Regions from separate parts of the Callithrix jacchus genome. Here region 2 is linked to region 1. A link is a contact called in public Hi-C data. All regions are on one chromosome and are shown on one strand. Each heading gives the region's core, a stretch centred on a gene start, on an enhancer-like site or on the middle of the called end of the contact. The rest is flanking DNA. Distances are from core to core; before and after follow the strand shown. Region 1 has its middle 21 kb from the start of RRP1. Region 2 overlaps AGPAT3 (1-acylglycerol-3-phosphate O-acyltransferase 3).

Region 1 (6,380 bases), core at 1,544-4,043:
CTGCCAGCCAGGCTGCAAAGGCCCCAGGGGTGGGACCCCGGATCCGGGCAGGTATTAGCGGTCATCTTGACCTCCACGCACTTACAGAGGAGGAAACCAAGGCCCAGAGAGGCCGGGAGAGTTGGCCCGGATCCCGAAGCAGGAGGAGGATGTGGTTCTTGGGCCCGCTCTGCCCCCCGTGCTGCTCCAGTCTGTTCAGCAAGCTCCTCCCTGTTCATAACTCCCCCAGCGACAGCCCTGCCTCCCTGAACAGAGCCCCAGACACTCTCCTCCCAGCATCTGCTGCCAGGACACAGATGCTGGTCGGGTTCAATTTGATGTGCCTGTGAGAGGTTGATTCAGAGCTGTGTCCCCGGGACCAGGCATGGGGCTTCTGCTGCCCTGGTGTGGACAGCACTAGGGGAAGTGTGACCTGCGCCGGCATCTGGGCCCACGCAGGAAGGCCAGCTCGGGAACGGCCCATGTCCCTGCCAGCGTCCCCTTCTCAGAACACCTGGCAAATTCACACTGGATGTCGCAGAACCATGGCCGGGGCTCAGGCAGCCACGCTCAACTCTTCCAGGATGCAGCGGCTCCCCGTGGCGCTCCAGTCCTCTCAGGACCACACAGCGTGAGCCTGCCCTCCCTCCCCTTCTCCCCACACCCTCCTCACTTCCCTGGGACTGCACCTCCCCATCCCCCACCAAATGTTGGCACATAGCCGCTGGGAACCTGGGCTGAGAACAGGGTCAAGCTGAACCCACTCCCTCTGGAAAGAACTGTCTTGACTGCAAAGCAGACGGGAAACTGAGGCCCCTTCAGTGAAGTCCCATCTAGATGGAATTCGATCGACTCTTCTGCCAAGTGCAGGTGCCTGCAAGAGCTTGTTCTAACAATCTCATAACAGTTTTACTCTATTCTATAGAAGACGCCCTTCTAGGGGTAAAAGAATAGCTCAGAATTTAACTGGAGAAAGGTCGCTGCGTATCGGAGGCCCCGTGTGGGCCTGACCTGACCAGGTGAGTCCTTCTCCGAAGAAGCTGATGAGGGAGAATTTCTCCTGCTGGCACTGAAGAAGCACAGGGTGGGGATAGGGGGCCTTGGGGAAGGGGACTGTGGGAACCTCCAGGAGCTGAGGGAACCCCAGGAATAGCCCGTGAGAGAAACGGGAGGCCTACTGCCAAGACTTCATCCTCAAGAAGACGCAGAAGAAAAAAGAACTCACCAGCTGATGGCCAGGGAGTGTGGGAGAGGCCCCACCTCCAGTGCCTGCAGCCCAGCACCCGCTTCAGCCTGGGAGCTTTTGGTGCCTCCCAGACCCTCGTCTACAGCTGGGCGCGGACAGGCAGTGGTGGCGCAGTCACCAAGTTCATGGTGATCTGTTGCCCAGCACGGATATTTAATGCAGGAGGGACTGGATAAACATTTAGGTAGGAAAAGAGAGAAGAAAGGAGGGAGGGAGGAGCGCCAGGAAGGAAGGAGAGTGGCTTCACAGAGCGGTCATGGGCAGCGCTGCCAGGGGCGCAGAGAGCCCGCCCGGCCAGTCATCCCGGGAATTCATGCCATGCAGGCTTGTATGTCAAAAGGAATCGAGGTCAGGAAGCCAGAGGGATCCACAGCACTGCAAACCCATGAGGCCAGGCTGGCGCCACACCCCATCCCCATCGCTGCAAACCCAGGAAGAGTCATAGGCTCCCTCCCAGGACCCACGTAACCGCCAAGGGACCCAGCGTGGCATGGAGCGGAGGCAGCCCTTGGGGGCGACGCCCTGCTGATGGAGTTTTCCCATCTGTGCTTCCCTTGTGAGATCTGGGAAAAGGCTGCCGGGCCAGGCAGCACCGGGCAAGCTGAGTGCCAGGCAGTCTTGCAACAACACGCCAGGCGAATCTGAAACCACGGGATGGATGAGCCGCACCCCTGGGAAAGAGAACAGAGGGAGGCAGTTATCAATGTCCTCCTGCTCCTTGGTTTTCAGAAATAAGCCAGACTCAGTGCCTCAGGGACACCCCGTGTGGCCTCCGGAGAGCACAGGCCCCACCCTCTGTGCAGGTGAGGAAGCCCAGAGCAATGAGGGACTCACCGGCCTGGGGACTCGAGCGCAGTCCTGGGCGCCTTCCCTCTGCCCATCTCAGACAGGAGCACGGCCAGCACCACCTCGCCCCAACACGCCTCCAGACCAGCCCTCAGGCCCCGGGCACACTCTTCTCACTTCCCTCCTCCAGCCCCCTTCCCTTCCCCTTCGCATCATCACCCAGGGGCTTCTAGGAGCTGAGCGGGGCTATGAGGCTTGAGGCTGCTGCTCCAGATCCCTTTCCGGGGGGTGGCAGGTGGCTGCTCACCAGGGACACCAGCCCGAACAGGATGGGGCTGATGCGAGGCTCTGACTTTCCTCCCAGGCTCTGCCTTCACCCAATGGTCCTGTGGGGCAGCTGGCGCTCCCCGCCGCCCCCTCCCCCAACAGCTGTGAGGTTTCTTCCTAGGATTCTGTTTTCCCCACAGTCGGAACTGAGGTGCTTGGAGGCTCCAGGAGCGGGATGCGGTGGAACGAGCGGCCTGGAGCCCCCAGGGCAGACCCCAAAGAGAAGGGTCAGAGGTGCCCTCTGGGGCCTGGGTAGCTGGGCAGGGTCCACAAGCCTGAGACTCCATGGGGAGGAAGTGCCCCATGCCGTGGAGGGGAAGGGGCTAGGAGAGGCTCCTATGTGGAGCCCCCTCCCACCTGGCCAGGCTTTGGGATGAGCCCTGAATGGACACGGGCCACAGCAGAGTTCCAGGGGTGAGGGCTGAGCCTCCAAGGACCCCAGGGTGCCTGTCCCCACTGCACACCCGCCGGGACACAGGAGAGGAACAGTGCCAGGAGGGCCATGGCTGTGGAGTCCACTCCAGGTCGAGGCACACAGGTAGAGGTGGGCGCCAGCCCCTGAAGCACCTGCAGAGGCTTCACTCGGGGCAAGAACGACGCCCTCGCCCACAGGAATCCTGGGTCAGGTGGGCAGCGAGGACACAATGGAGCAAGTGGCCTGGAGTGGCCCAGCGGCCCAGTCTCCCCCAAGCCCATTCCAGGGCCACGGGCACCCCCCAGAGGCAGCTGGTGGGACTGCAGCCATGCAGGTCCTAGAGGGCAGGTGACAGAGGAAGGGACAAAGGAGCGGCAACATCCCTGGGGTAGGGACAGGGAGGGGGCAAGGCTGCCCGCTGTGGACTGTGGATGCCAGGACCCAAAGGCGAAGCCTCCCCCTGCTCCTCACCCACAGTAAGCCAGGCTCCACACAATGATGAGAACCCATGGGCAATGCCATACAGGGGAGAGGCTACATGGGGGAGAGGCCACACAGGGGAGGCCACGGGAAGAGGCTACATGGGGGAGAGGCCACAAGAGGGAGAGGCCACACGGGGGAGGCCACACGGGGAGAGGCTACATGGGGGAGAGGCCACACAGGGGAGGCCACGGGAAGAGGCTACATGGGGGAGAGGCCACACGGGGAAGGCCACACGAGGGAGAGGCTTTGAGGGAGAGGCCACGAGGGGGAGATGGCTCACGGGTCAGGCCACACAGAGGAGAGGCCGCGAGCTGGGGAGATGGCCTCTGTGGGGAGATTGTGAACACCCTGGGGAGGTGGCCTCTGTGGGGAGACTCTGAACGCCCACACAGCAGCCACAGGCTAGGTGGGAGTCTGCTGCAGCTCCTCTGGCTGGTCCGTTCAGGAAATAAAACCAGCCCCGTGTCCAGGTAGCTGGTGCCTGGAGGTATCATCTCTGAGCAGCTCAGCACAGTGCTGGCCATTCTCCTCACCGTACAAGAGCACATTTGGGGAAAAGGTTCCCATCTGAGATGGAGACGCTCCCTTTCAGACTGCAGGCTGTGGGGCCGGCTCCTTATCACATGGGCTGGGGGCTGGGCACACGGATGCCCACTACACGACCCGCTTCCTGGTAGGCTACAGCACCACACACACTGCAGAGACCAGGCCTCCTCTTCATCCACCACCACCAGCCCCCACCACGTCCACTCCATCCCCCACCACTCAGGCCTCAGCAGTCACGGCCTGGGATCCTATGCCCCTTCCGGGGAACTTCTGGGCCAATGACGGGGGACAGCCCTCGTCAGCGGTTTATCTTTAGCATGCACTATATGCAACAGGGGCAGCTCCGGGAGACACGAGTCAGTGTTCCAATGCTGGGGCTGATGGAAGGACTGTCCCCAAACCCAACCTCGATCCCACGGCCAGAGAGTGCATCCAGAATTGCCTGGCCAGATCACACCCCTGTGAGCAGCCCCACAGCGCCCAGGGCGCTGGCTGACCTGCCGCCCCCTCTCAGCCCCTCCCGTCAACCCGTCGCAGCTACAGTGCCCACCCTCACTGGAGGCTGCTCCCCGCTGAGCCTCCTGCACCTGTGCAAAGCCTCTGCTTCCCACAGGGCCTACTGGGAGAAGTTCTAGGTCACAACCATAGTTGAGAGTGAGAAGCTCATGCAGAGAACATTCTGGCTGAGGGAGAGGTCTTGGGGTCCAAGGCTGTTTCGTGGCCCTGCTCAGCCATGCCAGGCAGGAAAATGGGCACCTCTGGCGACCTAGGATGCCTGGGCTGAGCCTTTGGCATGTGAGGCACATGGGCTGGCAGGACTGCAGCCGGGTCTCCATCTATCGGTACTGATGCCGGCAGGTAAAGCAGGGCAGCCTGGGCATGGCCCCTCCAGGTCTAACTCCAGAGCTGCTGCTCAGTCCCCAGAATGTCACCTCCGAGCAGAGCCTGTGACAACTGTGAAGCTGTGGTGTGGGTTTGTGGCTGAAGTTCTGAAGTCAGCGAGGACACGTTTGCCCTAGACCATCGAGCTGCCCGAGGAAGTGGTAAATGCGCACCCGCCTCAGCACCTTCGAGTCCAAGCCCCCTCCCGGATCATCTCCAAGTAAAGGGGCCCTGCGTAGGGACTTGCTGTCCGGAGCGCTGAGGTGTTCTAAATGAACTGTGCCGCACACACAGCTGCCCGATTCTGCACCGACAACGGGGAACTGAACGCTGCCTGAATTACATCTCCAAGTTGCTCCTAACACAGCTCAGGGTCCCTGGAAGACCCTCACCCACACCCAGCGTGGAGCGTCGTGCTCACGTGGCCACGGCTCTCGGGATGGCCACAAGTCTCCGTGGTGGCTGAGTTGAGAAGTCTCTCTTCCTCCTTGTGGGTTTCAAATGGGGAGGTGGGGCACTGCCACTTGCCAGGCCCTGCCTGTGACCTTGGAAGAGGAGCATCCAGGAGACTCCCGCTCACAAGGCACTGCCAGGTTCCCTCAAGCTCCCTCATGAGCCACAGATGGGGCCAACAAGACCAGAGCTGCACCATGCGCGTGGGGGCCATGGAGGCCCAGGCTGGGTGAGGGGCAGGTGTCCTGGTGTCAGAGCCCCCGTGTGAAAGGTGACGAGGCAGGAGGGTTCCCTCGGGGGTGGCAGAGATGAGGGTGAGGAGGGCTCCCACACCCAGCCTCACTTCTGCATGAACTGGGTATTGGGAGTAAAGGAAGCCAGAATTCTTTCAGGAAAGGGAGGTTCGAACACAGAAGGGAACCTGTGTGTAAAATACCCCTGGGGTGTCCGTTACAACTGGAGGCAAACTCCTAACCCGAGTTGGGCGGTCACAGGCAGCACATAGACAGCGAGGGACCTCCGGTGCAGCAGTCCCCGGTCCCAGCTCTGGGCCGAGTGCCTGAGGGTGTTTCCAGGATGAGGCTGATTTGAATTTGCGGCCTGAGTAAAGCAGGTGGGCCTCCAGTGAGGGGGCCTCCAGTGAGGGGCCTCGGCCATTCCACCAGGTGGAGGCCTTAAAAGGCCAAGCTCCCCTCGCCGGAGGACCTTCCTGGAGTCTCCAGCCGGCCACCTACCCTGCAGAACTCCGAACTGCCAGCCCATCCTGAGGCGGCTCCTCATGATAAATAAGGCACACTGTGCACACACACACCTGCTGTCAAGGCACACTCCAAACACACACACACCCCTGCTGTCACCTACACACACACCCCTGGTGTCACCTACACACTCACCCCTGCTGTCACCTAGACAAACACCCCTGCTGTCACCTATACACACACCGCTATCACCTACACACTCACACCCCTGCTGTCACCTACACACACCCCTATCACCTACACGCACACCCCTGGTCACCTACACACACCCTGCTGTCACCTACACACACTCACACCCCTGCTGTCACCTACACACACTCACACCCCTGCTGTCAACAGGACTGTGTCATTTCCCTCCCACCACGTGCATGTTGAAGCCCTAACGCCCAGTGTGACTGGAGATGGGGCTTCTAAGCAGGTCCTTAGGATTAAATTAGGTCAGAGGGCTGAGTCTTGTAAGAAGTTAGGATGCTGGGCGCAATGGCTCACACCTGTAATCCCAGCA
Region 2 (6,380 bases), core at 2,801-5,300, 100 kb before region 1:
AGCCACAGGTCGGTGTCATCTCATGCTGGCCTACTATCAAGACTACGAGTGGACAGGTGTTGACAGGAATGCAGAGAAAGGGACCCCTGCCCACTGTGGGAGAGCGCGCCAATCACTGCAGCCACTATAGAAACCGTTTGGCGGTGCCTTAAAAATCTACTACTGGCTGGGCACGGTGGCTCACACCTGTAATCCCAGTATTTGGGGAGGCTGAAGCAGGTGGATTACTGAGGTCAAGAGTTCGAGACCAGCCTGGGCAACATGGTGAAACCCCATCTCTACTAAAAATACAGAAATTAGCTGGGCACGGTGATGTGCACCTGTAATCCCAGCTACTCGGGAGGCTGAAGCCGGAGAACTGTTTGAGCCCATGAGGCAAAGGTTGCAGTGAGCTGAAACTGTGCCACTGCACTCCAGCCTGGGCCACAGAGTGAGACTCTCTCTCTCAAAAAAAAAGAAAGAACTACCATAAGGTCCAGCAATCCCACTCCTGGGTGTTATCTTAAGGATCTAAAGAAACTGAAATCAGTGTGTCAGAGACACCTGCACGTGGTGTTTTCTGCAGCAGCCACGCGATGGAGCAGCCCGTGCACCCACCAACAGACAAATGGATAGACAGCGTGTGCTGCGTCAACACAGCATGTCACTACTCAGCCATAAGGAGGAAGGAAGTCCCATCACTGGCAACCTCACAGGTGAACCTGGCATACATGACACTCAGCAGAATCAGCCACTCACAGAGCGACACGTGCTGCATGATCTCACCCGCGTGAGAAACTGAAAACAGACATCTCGCAGGAACTGGGAGGATGCGGCGGCTTCCAGGCGCTGGGGGCTGGCGCAAGGATCGGGAGGGCAGGTGCCGATGGAAGGGACAGTTTCCGTTAGACCATGGAAGAGCCTGTGATCCACCGCACTGCAAGGTGACTGCAGATACCAGTAATGTTATCATGTTCCAAACGGGAAAAGAAGAGATTTTCAACATCCGCACCACAAAAATCATGTTGACGAGCTGATCAATATGCTAATTAATTAATCTTTCTACAGTGTACACACAGATCACGTTACTCCATAAATATACACAATGATCTTTTCTCAATTACAGACAGGTAGGAAGGTAAGTAGGCAGGCAGGCAGATACACACACACACACACACACACACACACACACACACACGAGATTCTCTTCAGGTAAAAAGCAGAACTGAAACAAAACCTCGACCTGTATGGAGCCCTGAGGTACCTGGAGCTTTTCATCATGCTCTACAGCAAACCTAGAATGTTTAGAATCACGGTTTCACTTATTTTGAAATAATGGATTTTGGCATAAGACCTCTGCCGAAATCCCCTTCCAGTGGTGTTTCAGATGAATGGGAGCTGCGCCGCCTGAATCCTGATGACCTTGCAGGTGGCTGGGAACAGGCAACAACAATCAACACCGAGGCACGTGGCAGTTCTCTGGGCATCTGCTAACGTGGCTGCCGTGGCGTCCTGCTTCCACGTGGCTCTTCAGTGTTTACCTCCATGTCCCTTTTTTAAGGTTAAGAAGAGCAAAGCTCACCTGGACATACCATCCAAGGAAATGTCGTGGAATATAGTATCTCCAGATTATTTCCCTGGACCTGAAAACTTCATGATTTACACAAAAACATTAAGAGAGAAGAACAAAATATACAGACGCAACTTCCCGGAGGCCTCCTGAGAGCCATGACGTAAAATAGCCTGTTTTTAGGATGTCAATAAAATCTTTCTTCAGATAAATCCCATGAAGTTTCCACACTCCCTTTCTCATGCGAGCGACTGAGCGAAACTGCAGGTGAGATTAACGACCCCCAACAGTGGGAAGCCACTAGGACCAGACGCGAGGGATGTGGGCGACCTGCACGCAGGTGTCACTGTGACGCGGTTTCCAAAAGCTCTGCTTCCCTCGCTGACGCTCCCCGAGTCTGGGGTCCCTGACCCTGGGTCCGGACAAGGAAACCAGCCTGGAGGTTCATTGGGCCACCTAGTCACGGGCCCTTTGAGAAGAGGCGACGGCAAACCCGCCCCAGGGCCCCACACTGGGTCCCTGATGAGCCTCAGATAGAAACGTGGTGCTGCTGAGACACCACTCACCCAACTCCAGAGCCCCAAAGCCCTCGTCCCAGGACCTCACGTAGGGGGGCCATAAAAACAAAGCCCTTAAAAACTACCTGCAATGCAGAACAGGAACACGCGGGAAGGAGGAGGCGCCTGCCTGAGAGGACAGGGCAGCAGGCCCCTTGCATGTGTCACCAGCAGCCTGAGGACTGCACGCCAGCCTGGTGTGGGGACACCTGGGGAGCTGCCTCCTGCTGCCCCTACAGCGGCCCCCTCAATGTGCCAGCAAGCCCTGCTTCCCTCTGTTCCCCTCAGCCCAGGCGGGCACCCTCCCCCACCTCATCCCCACCTTCTCCTCACCTGGACAGAAATACCCACCCACCCTTGTCTCCCCAGGCCTGTCCACTGCGGACTCCCACAGTTGGGGTCTGCAGCCTCTGATTTCACCGGGCAGGGCTTGGTGTCCGCAAGGCCTGAGAAAGGCTGAGGGAACAGGAAAAGGAAGAAAGGTGGTGCTGCTGAGACACCACAGCCAGGTCACGCGGGCCACGCCGAGGTCACGCGGGCCACGCCGAGGTCACGCGGGCCACGCTGAGGTCACGCGGGCCACGCTGAGGTCACATGGGCCACGCTGAGGTCACGCGGGCCACACTGAGGTCACACGGGCCACGCTGAGGTCACATGGGCCACGCTGAGGTCACACTCAATGACAGGCGCTTTACACGAATGATCGCTCAGTGCTCAGCAGTTTTCCCCACTAGCATCACTGCCCCTGAAAATATCCTGCCCAGGACCACAAAGTGACTGTCAGGCCCAGGATGGGGAACCGGGCACACGGGTGCTGGCATCTGAGCCCCTACCCCACCTCGCAGCGGCTCTGCCCTGAGACCTCCCACCACCGTGTCCTAGGGGCAGGGCACCCAAAGGGGAAACCCGACCTCTCCGCCTCAGACTCTCCGTGGAGCGGCGGTTGATAACTATTCCCCACTTTCTTCAAAGACTCTGTGGATCTGTGACTTCCTGACACACACAGAACCACCAGCACGAGGCACCTCAGTTCTAGGAGGAAAGGCACTCAGGTCCTCTCTCTCCAGCCTGACTGGGCTATCGGCGCTCGCTCACTCAAGAGGACGCGTCTGTCGCCTGCGGCCCAGACAGAAGGACATTTATGAGGTTAATGAGACGCTGCGAGCCAGCTGGGCGCGCCATCTCACCAACCTGTTTATCTGGATTTAGCTCAGTGCTCAGCCAGGCCAGTGATGGGGGCGGGACCTCAACAGGGAGGGTCGAGGCCCAGCACTCACGGGCCCACAGCCTCTGCTGCCCACCCTGCCCACCCTCCTGCCTGAGGAATTCGGGCCACGCCTTCTCCCTCCATCCCAGGGAGGAGCAGCATCCACAGGCCAAGCCCTGCACGTACCCCCCACCCTGCCACGTGCACTGGCCCCGAGGGCTCTGGGAAGCTGTGTCCAGTCCTGCAGGGACCAGGCTTTGCCCAGGACAGCAGCGCCCGGGGAGGTGGCTTTGCCGTGGCCAGCAGGCGGCTCCGTCTTGTTCTGCCAACCCCACATGCCCTTCACATCTTTAAATAAACGAATAAGGACACAAATAAAAATAGAAGCCCCACCATGGGAAGGCTCCTGGTTTTGACTCACTCTGGGGTTCAGTGCAGGCCATGTGGCAGAGGCTCCAGGAACAAGCGGGGATGGCAGGCACCGGGTGACACGGTGTCCTTGCAATTCACATGGGGACACAGCGCGGGTTACTAAGCAAACCAAACAAAGCACACACGGCCACAGATGCCCCAGAGCCAGGCCCGTCTCCTGCGCTCGGGAGCCCGTGAGAACCGTCCTACACCACCGCACAGCCGTACAAGCCCCGCTTCAGTGAAAGGTGGGCACACAGAGCTCCCCACCCACACGGGGCACCCACCAAGGGGGCAGGGGCCTCCTTCCGAAGGTCACAGGAGACTGGCCATGGCCACTCTGGCACCTCACACTGGAATAAGGAGAACGCACGGTTTTCAGAATGTGTCACGTCTGACGGGGACAGAATTGTGTGGCCACCTAAAGACAGCCACAGTCACGTGCAGACAATGTGGGGGTGGTGGGTAGCACGGCTGAGGAGCCTGTCGGAGCCACCTAGGGCGGGACGGAGGCACAAACTCCGAAGGGCACAAAGGATTGGCGTGGGAATACGTTTCAGCTCACTGTGAAACAAAATTAGACAGCTCTGTATGTGTAGTATCTGTAGGTCGCCAAACACACGCGAACACGCCCTCCTCAGTAAATCTGGTTGCATTTCCAGTAATGAGTGCCCCAGCTTGAAACACATCGCAGAAGGAAAACTCCTACATGAAAAGCAAGATTTCGAAACAAGACGTAGTTTCAGGCGTGAAACCTGCTGGAACAATTACCACGGATCTTCAAATGCACATGCAGCAGCTCCTAACCGTCCCAAGTAAAGACGCTGAAACTCATGTCGAACCTTAAAACCACACAGGGAGTGGCACGGAGCCCTGCAGACTAAGGGTCGGGAGAAGCGAGGCCTCTGTCCCCAGGCGGAGGCGCTGGGCCCTCCAGGGCACCGCCCACACTGCTCTGCACAACCTCTTGATGAACCTCACCCTATTTCGATAAAGTAAAAGTGGTCAGCTGTGAAACTGTCACGCCGTAAGCAGAATGGTCCCTCCCACAGTGTGTACAGTAGTCAAAAAAGACAGAGAGGCCGGTGTGCTGGCACACACCTATAATCCCAGCACTTTGGGAGGCCAAGGTGGAAGGACCGCTTGAGCCCAGGAGGTGGAGGCTGCAGTGAGCTGTGATCTTCACTCCAGCTTGGGCGACAGAGCCGGACCCTGTTTCTTTTCTTTTCTTTTTTTTAATTTTATTTTTTTGAGACAGAGTCTCACTCTGTTGCCCAGGCTAGAATGCAGTGGCACAATCTCAGCTCACTACAACCTCTGCCTCCCAAGTCAAGCAATTCTCCTGCCTTAGCCTCCTGGGTAGCTGGAATTACAAGCGTGCACCATCACACCTAGCTAAGTTTTGTATTTTAAGTAGACACAGGATTTCACCAGGTTGGCCAGGCTGGTCTCGAACTCCTGACCCCAGGTGATCCACCTGCCTCGGCCTCCAAAAGTGCTGGGATTACAGGTGTGAGCCACACCTGGCCTCCGAGTCTGTTTCAAAATAAAAAGAAACACAGAGATAACCTGAATGCCCCGCAATAGGGACAGGCTTGGTGACACCTGCTGTGTTTACCTGATTGCTGAAGTTACTGGATAAGGCCACATAGCTGCCTGGGAGACGGCTGATCAAACACTGGCCCCGAGGGATGCTGGGAGCAAGCGCGTGCACACGTGGACTAACACACATGTTCTTAGCACGTGCACACGTGGACTAACACGCATGTTCTTAGCACGGACGCCCCGGGCCGGACGGCCTGTCACAAGCACAGGAAGCCTCAGTCCCCACCTCTCCCTACAGGCAGAGCCCCCTCAGGAGGATGATCCCAGGGAGGAAGGGAAGAGAAAGGTCTAGAAGCCAAGGACCTGAGAGGGAACTGCCATTGGTGGGGGTTTTCAGTGTCTTCGGCACACACTGCGTGCCCAGTCCACCTGTCTCTCCATGAACTCTCACTGCAGCCTGAGTGCTCCCAGGGACTGACCAGGGACCTGCTGGGGCACCAGAAAGTGGAAGGGGAGGTTGGGGAGGGCCACTGCCTGGCCTCAGAGAGGGGCCCTGTGCCCTCACTCACTTCCTCCCTTGGGGTGAGGGGGGTCGGGAAACAGAACTCGGCTGCTTCCCAGAATGACAGGGATCATGTGTATGTATGTCTGTGAGAGTGTGTGTGTGTGTGTCTGTGTGTGCCTGAGAGTGTGTGTGTGCCTGTGAGAGTGTGTGTGTGTCTGTGTGTGCCTGTGAGTGTGTGTGTCTGTGAGTGTTTGTGTGTCTGTGAGTGTGTGTGAGTGTGTGAGAGTGTGTGTGTCTGAGAGTGTGTGTGAGTGTGTGTATGTCTGAGAGTGTGTGTGTCTGTGTGTGTCTGTGAGAGTGAGTGTGAGTGTGTGTGTCTGTGAGTGTGTCTGTGAGTGTGTGTGTGTGTGTCTGTGAGAGTGAGTGTGTGTGTCTGTGAGTGTGTGAGAGTGTGTGTGTCTGTGAGTGTGTGTCTATGAGAGTATGTCTGTGAGTGTGTGTGTGTCTGTGAGAGTGAGTGTGTGTGTCTGTGAGTGTGTGTCTGTGAGTGTGTGTGAGTGTGTGAGAGTGTGTGTGTCTGAGAGTGTGTGTGAGTGTGTGTATGTC

What was found. A called contact is a pair of places that touch in the nucleus more often than the background predicts.
Region 2: a contact with region 1 is called in a Hi-C map of induced pluripotent stem cells, with 2.3 times the contacts expected there. The contact joins two enhancer-like sites. A contact is called at or near these places in 2 of 3 Hi-C or Micro-C datasets (induced pluripotent stem cells and skeletal muscle).

What each region holds. Positions count from the first base shown.
Region 1 is chr21:49,483,789-49,490,168 of calJac240_pri, reverse strand. It overlaps the pseudogene LOC100894809. Among named protein-coding and RNA genes, the nearest start is that of RRP1, 21 kb to the right of the region's middle. Within about 2 kb of position 2,793, at least 4 of the 16 cell types and tissues checked have an H3K27ac peak or open chromatin away from gene starts, as enhancers often do. A contact at or near this core is called in skeletal muscle, where this site is marked.
Region 2 is chr21:49,586,856-49,593,235 of calJac240_pri, reverse strand. The region is part of intron 1 of AGPAT3 (1-acylglycerol-3-phosphate O-acyltransferase 3); the gene reads right to left. It overlaps LOC144580655, which reads right to left. Exons shown (of 6, transcript XM_078358602.1): 5 at 766-927. The coding sequence ends at 885. Among named protein-coding and RNA genes, the nearest start is that of AGPAT3, 66 kb to the right of the region's middle. Within about 2 kb of position 4,050, at least 8 of the 16 cell types and tissues checked have an H3K27ac peak or open chromatin away from gene starts, as enhancers often do. A contact at or near this core is called in skeletal muscle, where this site is marked.